Linked DNA regions of Triticum aestivum: region 1 is linked to region 2. The links are chromatin contacts, called in public Hi-C maps. All regions are on one chromosome and are shown on one strand. The core of a region is the stretch at or near the end of the contact, and the rest is flanking DNA. Distances in the headings are between cores, read along the strand shown. Region 1 has its middle 9.0 kb from the start of TRNAM-CAU. Region 2 holds the start of LOC123049965.

Region 1 (4,182 bases), core at 1,434-3,933, 140 kb after region 2:
AATGAAAGTAGCAAGCGCCAAGGATCCTCTACGGTGCGTGAACTGCCGAATAGGAGCACTCCCCTGAATATGGCAGACTACCATCCGTCTCGCGTGAAGCTTTTCTAAAGTGCACATGCGTATGGGCCGGCCTACTAGTGTTTTACCCGCTTGTTCATTCATTGGTCTGCGCGCAGATGTATTTTTTCCCCTTCCGTTTTCTATTTGTTTTTCTTACTTCTTCTTTAGTTCTCTTTATCATTATTTTTGTCATTATACTTTAAATTTTCCTTTCATTTTGGGTTCTCTTTGTTTCTTTCATAAAATTCATTGATTTTGCTTTTCATTCACATTTTCCTTATTTTTTTATTTCTTGGCTTTCAACAGTTCCTTCGTTTTTCTTCGTTTCTTCATTGGTTTTCACTGTTTTCCATTCCTTTTACACTTCTTTTGTCGATTTTAGTTTCAGTTTTTCTTTGTTTCATTTTTTGTTTTTTTGTTTCTTTGGTTTTTATTCTACATTTCTATATACGTCCAGAAACTCTTTATAATTAGAATTTTTTAAATACAAGTTTAACATTTTTAATACACGCAACATTTTTCTATAGCCATTTTAAATATTTTGCAAATGATTGGTTAACTTTTTTAAATACAAGATTCAGATTTTTTTAGTACACGGTCTATATTTTTACATACATTGTAATACTTGAAATTTCTAATTAATATTTTTGACATATAAGGTTAAATTTTTTAATACATGGTCAACATTTTACGTATACACATTTAGCATTTTTCTAATGCTTGATTACATTTTTGAAATGCAAGATTATCATATTTTTAATACATGGTCAATATTTTTTCGAAGACATCTAATATTTTTCATATGTTTGATCAACATTTTTTGAATACTTGATCAAAGTTTCTTAAACACATTTTATTTTATTTTATACAACTTTTGTATACGTGAGAACCATTTTCTCTATACATATTTAGCAATTTTCAAATTCTTGGTTAATAATTCATTTCAAATGTTTTTTGTAATATTTTTTTGAATATTTGGAAATTTAAACAAAAGTGAAATAATAAAGCAGAAAATAAAAAAATGTAAAAAAACAAGGCTATCGCCTCCCGTGCGCCTGGGCCAGCCCATCTCGTCCCTCCCGCTTTCTTCCATGAGCTTCTTCTGCGTACCACCAAAAACTTGCACAAACGAGCATAGGGTTGTTGGAGCGGCTAGCGGCCTGCTTGAGTTTTGTTGTTGTTGCGGGGAGGCCTGGTCGAGCTGCAGACGACTGCACTGGAAAAAGGGAATTTCCTATTGGACAGACCTGGAGATCAGCGATGACGTGAGCCTACCCATTTAACGTGTTGCAGTGTTTCTGGTTTTGGGAACCTTCTGGCGTTTTCCAGCAGTTTTCTGGTTTGGGAACTTTCTAGAAGGTCCACTGAACCAGGTTCTTGTTTCTTTTTGGTTTGCATTTTTTCAATTTTCTGTTTATTTTTCTTCTTTCTTTCTTTTTTCTTTTCCTTTTCTGTTTCTTTCTTTTCTTTTTCAAGTTTATTTTTCTTTTCTTAAAGAGTTCATGTTTGAAATTGTTCAGAAACTTTAAAAAAATGTTTGTGCTTTTAAAAAATGTACATCTTTTGTTCAAAATGTTGATCTGATTTTAAAAAATTGTTCCTGTTTTCATTTTTTTGTTGAAGAGTTCGAAAAACTCAAATTTTCAAAAAATGTCCTGAATTTCATAATTTGTTCCCGTATTCAATTTTTGTTCACCGATTAAAAAAAGTTCACATTTGCAAAAATGTTATGTATTTATTGAAAGTTTTTTGTTTTTTTAAATGTTCTCATTTTAAGACGACAACAACAACTATAAAAATAACAACAAATTCTTTAGTCCCAAACAGGTTGGGTTAGGCTAGAGGTGAAACCCATAAGATCTCGCGACCAACTCATAGCTTTGGCACATGGATAGCAAGCTTTCACGCACCCCTGTCCATAACTAGTTCTTTGGTGATACTCCAATTCTTCAGGTCTCTCTTAACGGACTCCTCCCAATTGTTCAAAATTTCAAAAGAAGTACCATTTTCAAATTTTTTTACAAATTCAAAAAATGTTTGGGAATTTTAAAATGTAGTTGCAATTTCAAATATGTTGATAATTTCAGAAAAAGTGTTTGAAATTTTGTCAAGTAATGTTCAGTTTACACCGCTGGTGTTAGTTGTTTAAAGCTCGCGCTACGGATTTGTCAACGACTCTCAGTAGTTGCGCTGACAAGCAAGGCGATTGCACAAACACGAGATCTACAGTTTGAATCCCCACTCGGGTGTCCACTTTTTTTTTTTCTCATTTTCCTCCAGACCGCTAGCTCCGGCTCAGCCCCAATGGGCTGGCCCAGTCAGGCGTGCCCTGTGCGAAGGGACATCCATTTGATGCAGTACGCGGCAAATAGGAGCTCCCGGAAAAAGCCATCTCCTCCTCTTTTCCGCTAAAAAAAACTCTTTTTTTCTTGACAGCAAAAGCCTTATCCTCTCTCCCTCTGTAGGCGGAAGCAAATGTCTTTCTCGGAAAAAAAAAGGCGGATACATTCGTTCCGCTGAAACTGACGTTGAAAGGGACGGCGGCGTGCGTTGAAGAAGAAGAGGAGGCCATCGTCGGGCTCCAGCCCACCCAGCTGTCGCTAGCCCGGCCAGTGTTCTGACTTTCTGAGGGTTGTTTGGCGAGACGGGCTCTGGTGTGCCTGGCCCATGTTCCGAATTTTGCTCGGGTGGCGTGTCAGCTCTCACCTCTCAGTGGAAAACACAAGTGCGAGTCAACAACAGTTTGTTTTGATGGCGGCCGGCCGGCCGCAGCGGCAACGACACAATTATCTAATATAGTCGCTGACGGAAGCCCCCTAGTCCAGGTCTCCTGCAAGGTACACCATGGTCGTACGCAGATGTGTGACCTCCATCACCGTGACTAATTTGAATTTCTCTTCCTTGATTCATCTAGGAATTATGCATATTTTTTTTTGTTGAAATGAACAATACCACATGATGATTTCGATAGAACACAATCTATAGATCTTGGTCATGAACTTCACATTCACATTGATAATGTGCCGGCAAATCAAAGGTTTGTTCATTTTTTTTAACATCAGTACAGACATAAGCGCTCATATACATGCGCATACACTCACCCTTATGAACGCACACACGCACATCCTACCCCTATGAGCACCTCCGAAAGACACGAAGTCACCGTAGGCACCTTGTCGTTGACGGGAACGTCTCCTCCCACTGAATGCGCATCACCGGAAATCCTGAAATAAATCCAGAAATAAATGCGAGCATCAGGATTTGAACTCTGGTGGGCTGAGGATACCACAGTCCCTCTAACCATGCAACTACAGGTTGGTTCGCAAGGTTTGCCCATTTGGTTGGTATTGCTGATATTGCTGGTGGATGCCAAGAAGAATCTTTCCATTTGGTGCATCTACTTCTAAATTTGGTGCTAATTTTGTTGATTTTTGATGATTTTTAAAAAATTTAATATTGGCAACCATGTTTTGCATAACAAAATGGGTGAGCAGATTATGACTGATTGACTAATTTGCTATGTGGGAAAAAAATATATTTTCTACCATTACAAATGATGGCATGATTGATCTCTTTAAGAAGGTGAAAGTTCATGTTCTTGTAAAAAAAAGAGGTGAAAGGACGTGAAGGGAAATGTGAGTCTGGAGTCACTTTATATTTTTTTTGATGATATTTTTTTAATATTATTAGTTCTCTACCATTTTTGGTAGTCTGATATGTTTTGTTTGTTCATTTGTTTCTCGAAATTACAAATTTAACTCCATAGTAGCTTTTCTTTCTTAGAATTTTTTCTTCTTAATTTGTATGTAAGTGATTTCTTGAGTTCACCGGGTATGGCAAGCTTTTCTCATATTGTTTGCTGATTGCATATTTTCATTCTTTGTATTATCTTCACTAAGTTATTTATATCTCCTTGCCGTAGTTTAGTATTTCCCCTGTCCAAAAAATTTGTCTCAAGCTTGTCTCTCAAATGGATGTATTTAACATTAACTTTGTACTAGATACATTTATTTGAGAGACAAGCTTTTTTAGACGGAGAGAGTATGTAGTGGGTATTGGCTGACACCAGTGCCGATTTTTTCTAGCTTCGTCCCTGGCGCCGGGGTTGCCGAAGCTGCGGCA
Region 2 (4,001 bases), core at 1,315-3,814:
TGCGTTCTGCGCGGAGATTTTTGGGGTAGGTTTTCAATGCAGAAACCATCTGCTTTCCATGGATCCAAGCCATCGTGAATGGAACAGTTTATCGATGCTAGTTTATGGTGGGGGGTGGGGGGTGGAATTAGTGGTTGTTGTCTCTTTGATTTGGTAACGACCTCAGCCTTGGTTTGGTAGGCGAGAAGGAGGGCATGGATCTGGTTAAAAAAATATCCAGTTCATGTTGCATCTTTGCTAAATTTGGGAATATATGAACTGCCGTTTTATTTCAAACTGACTTCCAAATTTGGGAATATAGGGCCTTGAAACAGCAGCTCGGATTAATGTTTTATCTTGTTAGTCTAACATAACAGTATAGAGCTCAAATTAAAGCCTGCATTTCCAATACCAATCTAGCATGGTTCCCTGGACTAACTTATAATAATGAAAGAAATCTAACACATTGTTTTCTTGATGAAGTAAGCAATCATTTATTTTATTTTTTCTCAAATTACCATGTCACTTTCTTGCCACTTTGCCAGCTATTGCCGAGATATGCATTGGACCTGGTCCTGGCATGTTTCATGTGCCTTCTGTTTAGTATTGATAATCACCACACGTAACATGTATCTGTCGCAGACGTGTGAGCTATCTGCACGCTTTACAGTTATGCAATGCACGTCGCGTTATGATTCCATTGCTATTGTGATTATTTGCTTAAGCTGAAAAGCATGTGCACTGGGAGTGTCCAATTGCTTGTGCTGCGTGCTGACGATGGAATTTTTCCCCTCAGTTTCTAACCATCAAATGGTTTCTTTGCAGTGGCCATCTTGAGAACTATACCAGTGACTACACCGTACAGGTGTTGATAGGCTACTGTGCTGTGTACATTTTCATGCAGACCTTCATGATCCCAGGGACAATATTCATGTCATTGCTTGCTGGTGCTCTATTCGGGCAACTCCGGGGTGTGGCTCTGGTTGTCTTTGCTGCCTCAGCTGGTGCTTCTTCATGCTTTTTCCTGTCGAAGCTGATTGGAAAACCGCTGGTGTTCGTGCTGTGGCCAGACAAGCTCACATTCTTCCAGAAGCAGGTAATAAGTTCAGCACCAATATTAGTCAATGTGGTTTTTTTTCAACACTGTGTAGTTTCATAACATCTTAAATTTCTGTGGGGATGCCTAAAGATAATTTGAATCACTCTACTCTTTGATTTAAGATCCTTTAGAACTGTGTAGTAACTCGTAGCTGAAAATGGGTGATTTCTCTGCATTTCCAGGTTGCCAAAAGAAGAGAAAAGCTGTTGAATTACATGCTTTTCCTCAGGGTCACCCCAACACTGCCAAATACCTTCATCAACTTGGCCTCGCCCATTGTTGATGTGCCCTTCCATACCTTCTTACTGGCAACTCTTATCGGTCTCATCCCAGCAGCCTACGTGACCGTGAGGGTAAGTTCCTTGCTTCAGATACAATGCATGTCCATATACTGCCCTTGAGTGCGTACAATGTTTGTGCTAACTTCAATCCCACTGCATGCTTCATTTCTTGTATCCAGGCTGGGATTGCTCTGGGAGAGTTAACATCGCTCAGCGACCTGTACGACACCCAGTCAGTAGCTCTGCTGTTCTTGATCGGCGTGGTCTCGGTCACACCAGCATTGTTGAGCAAGGACGAGGCGCAAGACACGGCACCAGAAATCGCAGCAGGCGCCTCATGAACACCAAAGAGGAGTCACCTAGCCCACCTGTACATACCAAGGCACAGCATGCGGCGGCTTCATTGGATTTGGGCCTACAGGCCTTGTGAGGTGGATGACACATGGTTTGCGAGTTCACATGACGACACAGCAGCACGGCGGGACCTTGGACCCAAGTCCGCCTATCACCCGCGTGCCGGAGATGTGCGTTGCCGTGAGAACACTGTTTCAATTCATGGCCACCCCCCACATTGTTTGTTATGAATGAATCTGGGAAGCACAATGCCCATCCACAGGCAAGATGCTTCGGATGTGTAGACAAGTAGTGTGTGTGCCGTTCGTCAGCCTGCGATGCTGTTTATTTAGATGGAACTGGCAGCTAGTCCAAATCCTTGTATATATATTGACCAGATTCATTCAATCCATATTCAGTGGTTCAATGACAATTTGTCTGTTGCTGTGCCGTTCCCCTTTCTTGCTTCTTATGTGTAGCTTGATTTTTCTGAGCCAAGGACACTTTCAGATTTTTCTATCTTAGCTGTTCAATCTGCTCGCCAGTTTATGTCACATGTGACCATTAGTAATCATGATCTTTTTCAGGGAAACACCATGATGATCTTTCTTTTTCTTTGATTTTAGAGGACAGCATGATGAACTTGATGGATAGTGTCAATTTTTCTTGAAAGTGAGTGTCAAATTTTGGACCAGCTTTTTCTCAGAGAAGAGTTTTCAGGTGAATTTTTACGTCGGTTTTTTTTTTGGAGAGGTGAATTTTTAGGTCAGCTAAGGTCAGATATTTGGACGGGCCAAAATGGGGTTGTAAGGCCCAGATAATATTTAAGATGGGCTTTAACTGGCCTTGGCCCATGTAGTGGCCACCATCCCCGCCGTCGTCTCCACTCTGTCAGAGACCAGGAGGAGCACGCACGGACGCGCCGCAAGCCGCCAAGCGCCCAAGCCGGAGAGCGAAGCACATGCTGGGCCTTCTCCGCCGCCGCGCCGCATCCTCGCCGGCGGCGAGCCTCCAGCTAGTGAGTCCAGCTTCTTTTCTGCTGTTTGTGTTCCGCTGTCTACCAACCGCTCTGTTTGCCCCGCCTCGTGTACTGCTTTGGCGGATTGGGGAAGTAGTTGGCCGCGAGAAAAATCGAAGGATCCAGACGCACGCTGCGTTGCTGTAGAAGTAGAACCCAGACCTAGGTAGGAGCGGATGTACGATTCAGTAGAGAAATAGCCTCGTTGGAGCGACCGAAGAGGGGTTTAGAGTCTCGATTAGTGTGGGATTTTAATGAGGATTTTCTATAAAATGCGAACTTGTAGTTCATGGAAATATATTACAATTGTTTTCTGGTTGCGATTGTACTTTTGGGTGACCCTGTCGTCATAATTTGGCCTCTGAAATGTGCAGTTCCAGTGCTGTTACCATCGAAGCAGTGAGAGACTATTGCCTTGCCGAGGTAAGCTTGGCTCTGGCCGTTCCATACTGCTCTCTCCGTAGTTCCTAGCTATGAGTGTGGAGTCCTAATTTCTAATCACTGCTGACCAAAAACAAAAAATTATGCTGTGCAAGATCATACCATCCTAGTTCAGTTACGCTGCTCATTCCAATAAGACCATAAATTACAAGTTTGCACATCTTTCACCTACTCTGCATTGCACAGAAAAGACCAGGAAGTCTCATATGGTCTCAATTGGGCTATTGCTGCGAGAGGTGTTGTCGTAAAAGATAAGGTCTTCTACAACTTGGAGCCGTCTGAGCTTCAGAAAAGTGGCACTGCTTACGCAGGTATATGCAAAATCAAGTTACAGTGTCTATATAGACAGTTGATGCTGCACAGATGTATAACTTGGTACCTGTTTTTGGAGCATGCAGAGCGTTTGTCTGGTACTCCACTTCATGTCAAAGGAAATGTTATCGGTGGGTTCCCTGAAATTTCAGGAGCTCAATTTGCAAAGCTTCTGAAACAGGTAGGTTATTTATTTATTATTTTACTCTCCATGGCTTTGTAACACAATGATTGTCATGAACTGACGGAAATTCAGAAGCACCATTGGCCTCATTTTGTCAGCTGACAGAATTTTAACTTACTACTTTCCAGTTGAGCTTCAGTGTCAATGTGTTTGATTGTCTGTTTGCTTCTGTTAGGTGACCTTTCACCTTTCATCCATCTCAAGTCTTTATGTCCAAGATGGTGCCATTGGTTCATCTGCAGAATGTGATGCAAAGGTCCGTGTTATAAGTGACAACCCCTCTGCCATCATGTCACTCTCCAATATCCTTCAGAAAATACCAGATCGTGCGATTTCCCACGACACATGCCCTTT

The links. Hi-C and Micro-C count contacts between places; a contact is called where the count stands out from the background.
Region 1: a contact with region 2 is called in a Hi-C map of root, with 10 times the contacts expected there. The contact joins the enhancer-like site here to the promoter of LOC123049965 in region 2. A contact is called at or near these places in 4 of 5 Hi-C or Micro-C datasets (leaf and root) and 1 of 1 datasets of contacts at active chromatin or transcription factors (leaf).

What each region holds. Positions count from the first base shown.
Region 1 is chr2D:560,132,483-560,136,664 of IWGSC CS RefSeq v2.1, forward strand. No RefSeq gene overlaps it. Among protein-coding and RNA genes, the nearest start is that of TRNAM-CAU, 9.0 kb to the left of the region's middle. Within about 2 kb of position 2,684, at least 4 of the 8 cell types and tissues checked have an H3K27ac peak or open chromatin away from gene starts, as enhancers often do. A contact at or near this core is called in leaf and root, where this site is marked.
Region 2 is chr2D:559,995,893-559,999,893 of IWGSC CS RefSeq v2.1, forward strand. LOC123049965 reads left to right here and starts at 2,565. Exons shown (of 11, transcript XM_044472817.1): 1 at 2,565-2,710; 2 at 3,085-3,133; 3 at 3,343-3,462; 4 at 3,550-3,644; 5 at 3,823-4,001. The coding sequence starts at 2,654. It overlaps LOC123054500, which reads left to right. Exons shown (of 4, transcript XM_044478279.1): 2 at 805-1,075; 3 at 1,261-1,431; 4 at 1,539-2,125. The coding sequence ends at 1,700.